Regions from separate parts of the Mus musculus genome. Here region 1 is linked to region 2. Evidence: chromatin contacts called from public HiChIP or PLAC-seq data. All regions are on one chromosome and are shown on one strand. Each heading gives the region's core, a stretch centred on a gene start, on an enhancer-like site or on the middle of the called end of the contact. The rest is flanking DNA. Distances are from core to core; before and after follow the strand shown.

Region 1 (6,607 bases), core at 3,046-5,545, 52 kb before region 2:
GCGCGCACACACACACACACACACACACACACACACACACACACACATGCACACAAGCAGCAGTGCTGTAAACCCAGGGCATGTGCAAGAGAAAGCCAGCACTCTTCTGTAGGCATCAGCCTTCCTCACTGCTGCTGGGAGGATGTGCAGGTTCATGGTTGCATGACCCAAGGGGAAACTCAAGGGAAAGACATTGCATTCAGCTTTAACAAACGAATCCTGGACTTCAGAGTGTGTGATGGTGGTGGCTGGGGGGGTGGGGGGTGGGGGGGAGCAGTGGCTTCACAGACCTGCCTGGACTGTCCAAAGGACAGACTCTGCACTGCATGGGAGAGCACTGGCCAATGGTTAAGCTCAGGAACACGTTGTTGTCTGCAGGAACCAGTATGGGAAGCAAAGATTATTCTGCTCTCACAGCCTGATTAAATAGAACTCCAAGGAATCTATCAGTACATGCTTTTCCTTTCCTCTAGATGGTTTGGTGAAGTGTTATACGTACGTTTGTAAGCCCATACGATTTCTATGATGAGAACACAAAGCATGACTGTCTACACACCCAGCCGCATGCTAATGTGTCGTTTGACCAGGCAGTCTCAGGAGTAACTTAGTGTTCTCCATCAGTTTATAAACTGCTCCTGAACTCGGCTCTTCTGAAGACTCTCCTGGTGGAATCTTTAGCCTTGCTAATGCTAGACTATCTTACAGCTGTGCGGAACTGGAACTGCCCCTGTGTTTAGCAGTGCTGGGGCTGAATTCTGAGAGCGCCTCACGCCTGCCAGGCCGGCCCCTTCCGACGTAGTGAGCGCCGGGACTTGGTGACTTGTCGTTTGTTACTTTGATTTTGGACAGGTCTGTTTGTTTGAGACAGGGTCTCACCACATGGCCTTGGCTGTTCTAGACCAGGCACACTCCAGACTCCACCTGCCTCTGCTTCCCATGTGCTGGGGTCAAAGGAGTACACTTGGCTAGTTTTGTCTTGAGGTAGGATTTCACTTATGAAGTCCAGGATGGACTAGGACTCGAAATCCTCCTGCCCCAGCCTTCGAAGTGCTGGGAGTACAGGTGAGTGCTGCCACATGCTGCCTGCTTGTGTTTTGGTTTGGTGTCAGGGTGAAGTGCTTGTAGGCAGCAGAGAACCAGGTAGACCGCACTAGGCTCATTCCCCCAGGCTCCGTGTCCCCCAGGCTCCGTGTCCGTCAGCACTGGCCCCTGACCCCTGTGCTCTTCTCCCTAGCGCATCACTGATGATGGCGTGGTGCAGATCTGCAGGGGCTGCCACCGGCTACAGGCTCTGTGCCTCTCGGGTTGTAGCAACCTTACGGATGCATCTCTCACAGCCTTGGGCCTGAACTGCCCCAGACTACAGTGAGTATGACCCCTTTTTGCTCTTTGGCTCTGAGAGGACTAGGCTGCCAGGGGGAGCGGTTTGGTAGCCCTCAGGGTGGTAGAACCAGGAGGTATGACATCACCTATGCCCACTAGGGGCGGATGGGTGTGCAGCACAGCTGCACTCATGTAGTTTCTTGGTCTGTTTCATGTGTTTGTTCACATTTACTTCATGCTGTCACACTTTGGCTTTGGCCATTGGAGTGGTCTGGTTACATAGACTAGATGAATGTCTCTGCTAACCCTGTCAATAGATAGGCAAACTCAGAGACGGTCTGGTTGCTTGCCTGTCATCCTCCTGAATAGAAGAAGGAAGGTTGGTTCCCAAGGTAGAGCACTGCTGTCCGCTGCCCAACACTAGCCCTGCATGCACGGGAGCCTGTGCGAGTAGCCAACTCCCCATAGGCCTGTGCCACCCTGATTTAACTAAACACATCTGTGTGAGTGGACACCCATATTCAGCAGAAACTGAGGCCCAGAGGAAAGTCAGTTTGTCCTGTGTCTCAAGATGGATGACAAGGGAAACAAGAATCTGAACCTGTAGATTCCACTTCAGAACCTACGGTCTCAACACAAACTATACAAAGAGGCAGTAGAGAACATTCTATCTGTTTTTACAGTGAAACTGTTTCAGGCCTAATGAGAATTAACCCATGCCTTTCATTGCCTACACTTTAATGTCTCCTAGAGGGTGACTAGGGTGGAGCACTTGTCAGCACGTCTGGGGCGAGTTCAGTCCCCGGTACAAGATAATCACGTGGATCGCAAGAGGATTTGGCAAAAGTCCATTTTATTGGGTTCTAAAACAACAGCGTGGGGTGGGCTCCTGGTTCACTCTGGTGAGACGTTAGGACTCTGCTCCATGCCTTTGAGCCTGGTACCACTCATCTGTCCCAAGAGGCCCTGTTTGCAAGACCCAGAAGGACATGACCAGGAAGTGGCTCAGTGTGCCAGAGCAGAGCAGGCTCTCAGAACAGCCTGTGCCCCATGCAGAGTTTGTTGCTAACTAGGTGTTGTGTGTCTTTCCCCCCTGTTCATGCCCGCTCTGCAGAGTTTTGGAGGCTGCCCGGTGCTCCCATCTGACCGACGCAGGCTTTACACTGCTAGCTCGGGTAAGGAATCAAGTCTGGGACACAACTGTGCTGTAATTCAAAGTGACTCAGGGTAGATTTGGGGAATGCAAAGACACCGACACCTAGCTTCAGAGGAGATGACCACGATGACCTTTGCACTTCTGTCAGCTGGCCAGGACTCTGGGGAGATCCTGGCAGGTGTGTCCAACTTCTCGACACCACGTTGGCATTTACTGAGTTCACGTTAAGAACTGTGCAGTTGAGTTACCGGGAAATGTGGGCCACATTCAGTTACCTTGAGTACACACTGCCACAGGCAGGATGCCTTGAGTTCAGGCCTCACTGTCTTGCTTGCCAGGGAGACCCACCTTGCACAAAGCCTCTCTCCAGTGACCTCTCTGTATGGCTTCTGCTCAGCTTCCCTGGCTAGGGCAGTGCTCTCCCGCCTTCCATCCTGCCTGGGTAACCATCTGCATCCTCCTCTCCCCGCCTCCTGCAGGAGTCTGATCTATGGTGTAGGCCGGTGTGACAACTCTTTCTTGGTTGAGAGGGGATGACTGGGGTGGGTAGCCATGACCGCTGTTCAGACTGAGCTTGGCAGCCACTCTGAATTACTTGTTTGGGATGGCTGAAGGAGCAGGGCCCACTCCTCAGTGAAACAGGTGAGCTGCAGGGCTACTCTTTGTGTGCCCACATAGTAAAGTAAAGCCCCATGGACTCTTTCAGAATTGCCATGAGCTGGAGAAGATGGACCTTGAAGAATGTGTCCTGGTGAGTGGACTTCTGGCAACCCCTTAGGGGGCTGGCATTGTAGCAAGCAGAGGTTACCAGTACTACCCAGCATGGTGGTGGGGATCAGGCCCCCGTTAGGCCATTTGTAATGGGGTCTGTAAGTGTCTGGTGGTTCCACATGCAGGAGAGTACCATCCATTCCCAAGCATAAGCAGGGTTGCCTTTTATTTCACACAGAGCTTGTGAGAGGAATGAACCTGCATGTTGGGTGACAGGGTGACTACAGGAGGGTGTTCTGGGGAACTCCCCACCCACCGCTTTGATGTCTGTCCTGTCCCTAGGCTCCCTCAGGCACCAGAAGCAAGGCCAAAGAGCAGTGAGCCTCCTAGTGAGCCTAGGAGTTGACAGTGTGAGCCCCAGTGTGCTTGAATGAGGTTTTACTTTTCTTTTTGCTCCCTCTGAGTCCCACGCTCAGGAGAATCCAGGACCGGGTGTTAAGCCCTAGTGCAGGAGCCACACTGACTGTGTCTCTCTCCAGATTACCGACAGCACCCTCGTCCAGCTCTCCATCCACTGTCCCAAGCTGCAAGCCCTGGTGAGTCCGAGCTACTGGTGAGACTTCAGGCTGCCTTAGGGATGAGAGGACACACACACACACACACACACACACAGACAGCAGATGCCACGGGGTTCACTTTGTGTAAAGCCACTATCACTCTTGCTCTTAGACCTCCTTGCTGGGCTAGCCTGGGCTGTGGGGCATCTGAACATGACTTCTGTTGTAGAGAGGGAGAGAAGCTGACAGAAACTCACAGCCCCATCGATTCACATAACCTCATGTTCACCTTGTCAGGGAGATGAAAGTTCGATGTAAAAATCCCATTACCTAGGAGCAAAGATTGGGGCCACCCTATGGGCCTGCTCGTGTTCGCTTGGCCCTCTGCGTGGTGTAGGGGTCCTGTAAGGTCAGGATAGCCTTTCTTGGGGTTTCTGAACACCAGGATACCACTCTCAGTGCGGTCCCATTTTTTACACAGGCTGCTTTTAGAAATGGGAGATAAGAGTAAACTAAACTGACACCACAGTGAGTCAGGTGGTGTGAGGTGCACAGCTGTGATCTTAGCTCCTGGGAAGCTGCCACCCGAAGAGTTCAGGTGTGAGCCCAGCCTGGCTGCCATGTCGAGACCATATTTCAAAGAACAAGATCAAAAAAAAAGCTTACTTCAGAAACTAAAATGAAACCCACCAAAGATGATGAACAGAGCATCAGGCCTGCAGTGAGACTACAACTCAGGGCCGAGGAGAAGAGAAACATCACAGGCTGCTGACTCTATTCACTGCAAAGTGTCCTGAGGGCTCCCCTGGCCTGGACTGTGGGCATCAGCAATCTCACCCTGGCTCTGGAACGTGAATCTTTGTGTAAGGCATGGGTGAGCAGCATGTGGCCCCTGACCCCATGCTAGACACCCCATTAGCCCCCCCACCAGCCCAGTACACCGAGGGCAATCCAGGTGCAGGCGTCATGTGAAGTGCGTTTGCAGTATAGTGGGTCCCAAGTTTACAAGGACAGCCAACTCAGTGATTGACAGACTGGCAGTGAGTGTCTCCTCCAGCAGCCCAGTAGGGCAGATAAAAGGCAGAATGAGTGGAAAAAAGAAGTCTTTCTTCTATGCTGGAAGTGCCTTCCTTAGATAACCGGCTTCCTTGGCTGAGCAGGTGGCACACACCTTTGATCCCAGCACTCAGGGGGCAGTGGTAGTCAGATCTCGGAGTTTGAGGCCAGCCTGGTCTATACAGAGTTCCAGAACTACATAGAGACCCTGTCTTTAAAAAAAAAAAAAATCTTCCTTATACTTTCTTACCTTATCATCGACTTTCAACTAAGTGCCTAGGCACACACTTCTACTTAAATATTAAGAAGGCCAAGAGAAGATGGGGCAGCCAGCCAGGGACCTTAGGGCCATGGGATTGAATGAGTCACTGGGTGTTTTTTGCTTTATATATCCCAAGATAGGCTTAAAGGAGCTGATAACAAGGGATTCTGAGACAGGAACAAATCCCCAAGAACCTGTTGTTTCTGCTCAGAGGACCCAGGGGGAGGATGGTCTACCAAGAAGCCTTCCTGGCAGTAACTCAAAACAGAGCTATGCTTCCTGCCAGGAAAGGGTGAATGGACAGTCTTTCATCTTTGCCCAGGAGTGACAATCTGCAGGACCACCTGAGAGCACACAGGGAGCCTAGACCTAAGGCAGACCTGAGGCAGGCTGTCTGAAGGGGTCTGAACACCTACCTGTCTCACGGCGGCGAGGCAACTGCCCCATAGGCATCGGACGATCAGTATGGGGACTTGGCCATTGGATGCAGACTACGGGGCCTTACCTCACAACGCAGTACTATAGGCCTGGTGCAAGGAGATGTAATGAAGGTGTCGGAGCATTCTGGATGTAACAGAACAGTCTGGACTTATGTTTGGTGGCAGTGTGCAGATGACAAGTCCAGATTAACATGACATTTGACATTTTAAAGTGGACTTCAGAAAAATGTTCCTGGTAGAAATTATGAAGACACCATAAAAGCAACAAAGTCAGTGCTCATGAGTAGATACAGAACATAGAACTGTTCCGAAAATTAAAACCAAAAACCAGTGAACGGCCTTAAAGCAAAGTGGTCTAGTGTTGGCAAGTGAGCACAGCCTTTAGAGAACAAAGGGGGTGACTTGGGAGCAGGGACAAAAGATGTGACAGTCATAGGATCACAGTTAGAACCAAAACAGGGCTAAAAAGTCCCAAGCTGGTACCATGTTCCTGTAGGTTGAAGCTGACCAGACCTCGGGCAGATGCTCATCATGGGCCATCTTCCAACCACCAAAGCCAGTTTCCTCACGAGGATCCTTGGGCAGACACTGGCAAAGGCCCAGAATCCTCACCTCAGAATCCTGTGATGGAAATCTCCAGGAAGTGCTGGGAGGACACTGGGGTGAATTTAAAATGAATCTACTACCACAGAAAGCACGACAGTGGGTCCTCAGTGTTACAGTGCCACTGCTGAGTATGTTAAACAGAACACACAGCACCGGCACGCGGCAAGGCTGGGAGACAGACGCGCACATCCACATTAACGGTGTGATCCCACAGCAGGCAAGGGAAGAAGCTGAAGCGTCACTAGGTAAACTCGAGACTCTCCTCATGCAGAGGATGTTGTCGAGACAGAAGGGGATCCTGGCACAAGCTTCACCCGGCTGAGCAGGAGGACAGGATACCAAGTGAAGTAGGACAGTGTCGTCAGAAGAAAGCAAAATAAAGCCCAAATTAAAAGGCCATAACACGGTAGAGCACAGTGAGTGGAAAACACAAACACCAGAGCAGTATCCTAGCAACACTGGCTGCTGCTTTGGAAACAGGCCCCAGGCCAGGCTG
Region 2 (7,551 bases), core at 2,266-4,765:
GCAAAATGAGAACCAGACCCTCTCCCCCCAGAAAAGGCAAAGCAAAGGGAGTGTCCGAGAGTAGCCTAAGCACAGTTCCAACACCCCAGCCTAAAGTATTTAATAAAACATGTATAATGCCATACATAAAAAGAAAAGCAATGCTCCAATTCTTTCAAGTTACTGTCCACAAAAGCTAAACAAAGTACCCCTAGAACACAAGTTTTAAAAATAAAAATTGCAGTATTTGGAAGGCAGAAGCAGATCTCAAATTTGAGGCCAGCCTGGGCTATACTGTAAGCTCCAAGACAGCCTAAAAAAAGTCTAAAAAAAGTCACAAAGGCAGAAGATATGGCTAAATTGGTAGCATGCTTAACTAGCTACTATACACAACACCTGGATTCAATCCCAGCACCACACAGACCAGAGGGTAGTTCACACCTATAATCCAAGCACTCTGGAGGTGGAGGCAAGAGGATCATAAGTTATCCTCTGATATTTGGACTAAATGAGACCCTTTCTCAAGAAAGAAAGAAAAGAAAGAAAAGAAAGAAAAGAAAGAAAAGAAAGAAAAGGAAGGAAGGAAGGAAGGAAGGAAGGAAGGAAGGAAGGAAGGAAAAGAAAATGGTGCTTTATTCCTATAAATTCCTATAACCTCAGCACTCAGGATTTATTCAAGGAAGCCCAGGCTAGCTACATAGTAAATTCCAGGATAGCCTGGACTGCATAGTGAGGCCTTATCTAAAAAAATAAAGGAAAAAAAGGAAAAGGAAAGGAAAGAAAGGAAGGAAGAAAGAAAATACCTTACCTAGTACATTCAAGGCCTTGGGTTTAATTCCCAAAGCCCTGAGGTTAGAGACAGAATAAATTCTATTTTAAGAAATATCCAAAGACAGCAAATACAGTATAAAGAACACTAGAAAGCAGCTTGCACTTAATTAAAAATACAATTAGCACAAACATGCCTTCTGCATGCATGTGGTAAGAGGACAACTTGCAGAAGTCAGTCCTCTTTCTACCATGTGTTCCTGGGGCTAGAACTCATGTTGGCAAGATGTCAGCATATGACTTTACCTGCTGAGCCATCTCTGCAGCCCACCAAACCAAAACTTTATCCAGATTTCTCCAAGAAGCTCAAGTATACTTCCTGATCTGTATGTGTCTATATGACGGTCAAAATATGTACCCAGGTTTGACTCAAACTCAGGTCACCTTACTGCCTCAGCCTTCCAAGTGCTGAAATTACAGATGTGAGCTCCACATCAGGCTTACTTCTTGAGCTTCACAGGTGAGAACAAATAACAAAAAGATAAGTTTGCTTCCTAATACCTTCTCAGAAGCAGCAGTCTGCTCTGGGGGACAGGGTTACGGGGGAGGCCTGCAGAAGCGAAGCCTCATGCCCCTAGGAGGGTCTACTTGTCAGTTCAATTTCACAGTAGTTTATACTTGAAATTTTCAAATCAAAGGTCTTGAAAGGCACAAGAGGCAAACTCCTCTTGATTTCTCATGACCCAATTAATTTATAAACAAATAAACAAGTCCCCTCAAAAACTGACACTTTCTGAGACTCTAGAAATTTTATATGAAAGGACATAGCCAAAAACACTGAAAAGGTTTTCCTGAGTGGAGTATCATAGATGAGAACCACAAAGATGCCAGCATGCCTTAAAGATTATTATTAAGAGAAGGCTGCCACCAAGAATTGACTTCCTTTTCAGAGAAATAACCCCCCAAACACAAGTTAGCCAAGCACAAGTTCACAGAAGATCCTAGAAAAAAGCCAAGTTCTAAAACCTACCAATAAGCAAGCTGTTCAGCAGCCCCATCTGACTGAGAACTTGAAGCAAGGAGACCAGGCTGGGCTCCGCTCCTGTGCTCTCCAGTGGACAAGGACACGCACTAAAGGAAGACTTCCAGAAGAGCCTACTCTCCAGTCCTCTCTAGATGATCCCTAGACTTTCGGTAGCTCAATTTCCTCAACAACCAAGAGTTGGTCTAGCAAACAATCCGCCTCATCCGAAGCCCTCAAGTTACACAACTGAGAGAAAGAAGGTGCCAAGTTTAGGGAGGCAAGCAAAGACCAAGTCAGGGTCAGATGCATGCGAGCGGCTTAATTCTTAGTTTAGTATGTTTTCCACCGCTTCTTTCCACGGGCCAAGAAACCTCCCGACCCGCCAGAGTCAAGGCTAATTGCTTCAGGGATGAGGCTGGACTTGTGCAGACCAGCTCTGACCCAGGGCATTTCTCTTAGGGTATTAACAATGCTTCTGACCTCCCCTGGGCGGCAGGAAAGGTAGGAGAGCCCCAGGGAGCCCACATCGCACACTTTACACAACCAACCATACTGCTGAAAACTAAGTACTACACTTAATTCACACGTTTCAAAAACCACTCCGTTTTTTACCTCCTTGGGTAAACCATACCCTACACAAGCCATATTCCAACATCGAAACAAAGGGCTGCCGAGCCACCAAGAACTCTTCAACTCTTTCGGGATAAGTAAGGGGCAGACACACTTGGCTCCTATCTGTTTCCGCCTCTCCCAATTACACAAAAAGGAACAGCTGCTGGTGCAGACAGCAGTGACTAAACTATTGTGTGTGGCACAATCTTAAAGCCCTCTGCAAAAGGAAACAGCCTGAGGGGAGTCACTTTGAGAATGAAGAAACCTAGCAAGGGCCCAACTTCACTCTCAATCAGGAGACTATACAAGCAAGTCACTGCGCTCGCCAACCCTCAGGGCTACTTTCACTCACAATATAACTTACTATCAGAATGTCAAGCGGCTGAAAGTCGCAGGCCACGCTACCAGGCACCGTAGGAAAAGCTACAGTTTTCCCATTAGAAACAGTGCCTTTTGTACAGCCTACTCCAGCTAAAAGGACTCGTAAATCACTTGGAAAGAAAGTCCCTGCCCCTCTGACCCAATCTCAACGGCTAGCGCGGCTTCCCCAGGCAGAAGCGACGGGGTCCTCCGCCGCTAGCCGCCCCCGTCGGCCTCCCAGGCCACGGCGCCACGCGGCAGGACCCCGACCCCGCGGCCCAGGCCCCGCCCGGCGGAGGCAGCCGCGCGCCCCTTACCTCATGCTGTAGGCGCCGGCGCCCAGCTCCTGCCCGATGCCGGACAGGCTGGAGTCGAAGTCGTGCACCAGCCCGGACTCGATCACCTCGTCCATACTGAGCACCCAGGCCATCTTCCGGCCTCGCCGCCGCCCCGCGCAGCGCGGCCTCCGGGTCCGGGGCGAAGGCGCCCGAGCTCCGCGGGCGCGTCCTGAGGGAGGACGCGGGTGAAGCCTCCGGCGGCGCGGCGAGTGGTCACCTGCGGCGGCGCGGGACGCGGCTGAGACGAGAGCGGCCGAGGCCCAGCTGTCAGGGCACAGCGTGCGGGCCAGCAGCTGCGGCGGGAGCGACCGGGCCGCGAGCCGCGCCGCCCTCCCGCGGCCGCCGGCCCCGCGCCTCATGCCGCCGCCCGCCCCCGGCGCCGCTCCCGCGGCCGCCGCCCGCCCCGCCCCACAGCCCCAGCGCGCATCCCCCCGGCACGCCCGTCACCCGCTCCCGGGCCGCGCCCCCCCCCCCCCAGCCCTCTGCCCGCCCGCCCAGGCTCCAGCGCCCCTTCGCCCCGGCCAACCCCGCCGCCGCCGCTCCGCCGGCCCGGACGCAGCTTCGATGCGGCTCCGGCTTGGGCTCGCTCGCCGCTTCCGCCTCCTCCTCCGGCCCCGCCCCTGCGGCCGCTCCCCTCCCAGGCCCGCCCCTCGCGGCCCCGCGCCTCGCGGCGGCACTAGCGCCTGGGCCGAGCGGCGCTGCCCGGCCCCCGCGGTGTCGCGGCCTGGCGGCGGAAGAGGTGTGACCGGTTACGCTCGGCTGACTGACAGGTCTTCTGGGCAGTCACGGCGAAGCGGCCGGAATGGATTCCCGTGAGCCTCTGCGTTCCCGGCTGAGCCACCAATCAAAACGCTCTTCCCCTCCGGGACTAAATTGACTGCCATAAGTAAGAGCTCATTGGCCCGCACTGGAGGAAGTGGTTCCAGGTCCTACTTCCGTCGGTTCTGGGAAATACCCTTTCGTCGGCTTTTGCCCCCGCTCCAGAGAAAAGCGGGTACATCTCGTCTGATGTAAGCTAGGTCTGTTGTGCAGAAGATCTTGATTGGCAGGAGAATAAGCCAGTCAGCCCTCCCTAAAAGGTCCCCGCCCCTCTCAACTCAACTTTAATCCGGAGGCAGAAGCATGCTGGTCTGAGTTCGAGGTCAGCTTGGTCTACTTGGCGAGCTCCGGCTGAATCAAGGTTATATACAAGGGCTTGTCTCAAAACAAAACAAAGCAAATTTGCAGAGCCCAGAAGATCTGGTGACGCACATAGCACAAGAGTGTGTGACACCCTCGTTATTCCTTAATCATGTGCGCTAACACAAACCATGCAAATTGCTGTGAGAGTTAACGTGAAGAAAACTAGTGTTTTTCTAAAACAAAAGACAACAAACAAACCCGGGAGGTTATGGTTCAGGTAGCACGAAGACAAAACAAACAAACAAACAAACAAACAAACAAAAACCACACACACACACACAGATACCCGCAGCAAAAGACAAAGAATACACTAAGCATAGAGACTTCCTATCTATGCCCAAGTGCTCCCTTTTACTGCTTCATGGAAGTCTGTGTCTGGGTATCCCTAACAAGCTTTGAGAAGAACTGCTCCCTCCAAGCCGGCCCTCGATTATTGCTTTTTTCACATAATATTGTTTCCAAAGGATTCGGATGTGGGTCCAGCAACGTTCATTTGACAGGTTTATTATTAACTGTTGGAAATAACGGGGGAAGGGGGAGTAATTCTCTGATTCTTGGGACAAGTGTAATTGTGCTATCATTTGTCTCTTTAATCAGTTTATGCACTAGAGTACTCACACATATGTAGAAGCACAGCCTCTGAAAGCTAACATTTGCCAACATCTAAGGTCAGGGCCAGGGTGATGGGGTGTGCTCTTTGTCCCAGTGCACTGGAGGACTGGGCAGGGAAGAAATCTCTGTGAGTTTATAGAAGCCTGGTATTCACAGTTGAGCTCTAGGCCAGCCAAGACCCTGCCTTAAAACAGCAAGGACTTTCAGGTTAATTCAGCTCACAGCTCTACTGAAAGACCTGGTGACAGAAATTATTGGAACTAGATTTATTCAAGACCATACCCAAAGAAAATGACTTTTCTCTGTCAAACATTCCTCTTTGGAAACAGGTTGAAATGGTGCATGCATGTTGTCTCAGTGGGTTTCTATTGCCACAGAGAGACATGACCATGGCAACTCTTTATTTAATTTAATTTAATTTAATTTTATTGAGTGTATGGTAGAAGAATGAAAATGGGTCAAAAGGGAGGGAAGGAGGGAGAGAGGGAGAGAGGGAGGGAGGGAGATCTTTCCTATGCTGGGACGATCCATGCCTTGGGAAGGAAGGCAGCCAAATGGGTTAGTGCATAGTCCGATGTGGTACTTTATCCAAAAGACTTTGGTTCTGGCCTCCCATTTTATTCTCGAAGGGCAGTCTGGGAACCCTCTTCCTCCATGATTGTTCCCCACTGTGGATGGAGCGTGCGTGTGTGCGTGGGTTATAAAAAACAGAAAGCAGGAGGAACTGGCCGACCTCCTTATCGCTTAAGAATTTTAAGATGGCCTGGAGAGATGGCTTAGTGGTTAAGAGCACCGATTGCTCTTCTGAAGGTCCTGTCTCATGACGGTCTAAACCCAGCTCACGTTCCCTATTAGTGGGTGAACAATGACCATGGCAACTCTTATAAAGGGTTTCTCTGTGTAGTCTTGGTTGTCCTGGAACTCATTCTGTAGACCAGGCTGGCCTTGAACTCAAAGATCCACATGTGTCTGTCTCCTGAGTGCTAAGATTAAAGGCATGTCCCAGTTAAAGGAAAATATTTCACTGAGGCTAACTTACAGTTTTGGAGGTTTAGTTTGTTACATCATGTCTGTCGAGAAGCATGACAACATACAGGCAGACGTGGTGCTGCTGAAGAAGGAACTGAGAGTTCTACATCTCGATCTCAGGCAGCAGGGAGACACTGTGTACCACACTGGGTGTAGCTTGAGCAAGGAAAACCTCAAAGCCTCACATTGAGACTTCCTCCAAAAGGCCACACCTCCTAATAGTCCATTCTTTATGGAACAAGCATTTAAACACACACACACACACACACACACACTCACTCGAGAGTCTATGGGGGCTATTCTTATTCAAACCACAAGATATGTAATCCCAGCACTAGGGAGGTTAACACAGGAGAAACAATGTTCGAAGCCAACCTGAGCTACAGAAGATATATATACAGGATATATATATATAGAAAGGATTCGAGTTGAGATCATGACAGGTCAGTGATGGTTGGGACAGCTCTTTAGCCGGGACTGATTACCTATACACACCTCTCACCCTCTAGTCAACCTAAAACCTCTCTCATCACCCTTGAGGATGGAGCGGTTCACTAGAACATTTCATTTTGTCCTCTTCCCAGCATGGTCACGTGGACTGTATCTCTGTTTTTATTACTTGTCTACTTTTTTTTTGTTGTTCTTTTATTTTTTGAGATTATAATTGCATCGTCCCTCTCCTTTCCCTCCCCCCAAACGCTCCCCTATGCCCCCTCCTGCTCTCTTTCAAATTTATGACCTTTTCCATTGGTGTTGCATGCACATATGCATGTATGCAAGTACATATATATTCCTAAACAGATTAAAAAAAAAAACCCCTAAGGAGCTCAGTCTGTATAACGTTACTTGTGTGCACGTTTTCAGGTCTGACCATTTGGATGACCAGTTGCTGTGCTCTCTTCTGGGGAAGACAATTTCTCCAGCTCTCAGCATTCCTTCGTTCCCTGTAGTTCTTTGTATAGGAAGGAGGTCGTTTGGTCTTTCCTCTGTCCATGATAGCATGTCCATCAGTGCTGTCCTTGTTTAGCTGATGTTTTAACAGTCACGTTAGTGAGACACTATGGGTGTAGCTTCTGACCTTACTAGAAGACGCAATCTCATTGTCACCTCCCCCCACCCCCTCATCCTTTGGCTCTCCCAATCCCAGTCCCCTCTCCTGAAATGCTCCCTGAACCTTAGGTGCACGAGTCATCTTGTAAATGTATCCGGGACTGGGATCCAGTCCTGCATTCTGGTGGGCTGTGGTTTTCTGTCATAGTTTCTGTCTGCAAAGAGAGGTTTCCTTGATGAGGGGTGAGGACTACATTTTTTCAAGTATAAGGGCAACTATTTGGAATGTAGCTTGGCACTTTGCTGGCTTAGTAAATCGGTAGGGGTGGGTTCTCCTCAAGCTCTATGGCATCACCAGAGTGGGTAGTTGGCTACGTTTCTAGTGGAAGCCGTGATTTCTTTCTTGCATAGCATGCCTTAAGTCTGAGTTGAGAGCCACTGGTTACAAGCAAGGTATATGTGCCACAACTGTACTGTACTGAGAGCTTTTGGTTTCTTTAAAAACCAGGTTATGTTATGTTTTCTCTAATTTAATCCCAGATGTGGGATATAGGGCTACTTCAGATTTTGCACAGCCATTAACCATGATTGTCTCCT

What was found. HiChIP or PLAC-seq counts read pairs in DNA pulled down with a chosen protein or histone mark.
Region 1: an H3K4me3 HiChIP or PLAC-seq map of the SCID.adh cell line shows a contact between it and region 2, with 13 read pairs. The contact joins the enhancer-like site here to the promoter of Ubp1 in region 2. A contact is called at or near these places in 1 of 39 promoter capture datasets (erythroid cells), 5 of 484 Hi-C or Micro-C datasets (the G1E-ER4 cell line, embryonic stem cells, erythroblasts and 2 more), 3 of 115 datasets of contacts at active chromatin or transcription factors (the SCID.adh cell line, embryonic stem cells and kidney) and 2 of 9 other capture datasets (adipose tissue and pancreatic islet).

What each region holds. Positions count from the first base shown.
Region 1 is chr9:113,981,164-113,987,770 of GRCm38.p6, reverse strand. Fbxl2 (F-box and leucine-rich repeat protein 2) reads left to right here. Exons shown (of 15, transcript NM_178624.6): 10 at 1,235-1,365; 11 at 2,438-2,498; 12 at 3,186-3,230; 13 at 3,730-3,786. Among named protein-coding and RNA genes, the nearest start is that of Fbxl2, 42 kb to the left of the region's middle. Within about 2 kb of position 4,295, at least 23 of the 459 cell types and tissues checked have an H3K27ac peak or open chromatin away from gene starts, as enhancers often do. A contact at or near this core is called in the G1E-ER4 cell line, the SCID.adh cell line and olfactory sensory neurons, where this site is marked.
Region 2 is chr9:113,927,276-113,934,826 of GRCm38.p6, reverse strand. It overlaps Ubp1 (upstream binding protein 1), which reads right to left and starts at 3,515. Exons shown (of 16, transcript NM_001372510.1): 1 at 3,061-3,515. The coding sequence starts at 3,173. It overlaps Gm39439 (a long non-coding RNA gene), which reads left to right and starts at 3,901. Exons shown (of 4, transcript XR_003948257.1): 1 at 3,901-4,100.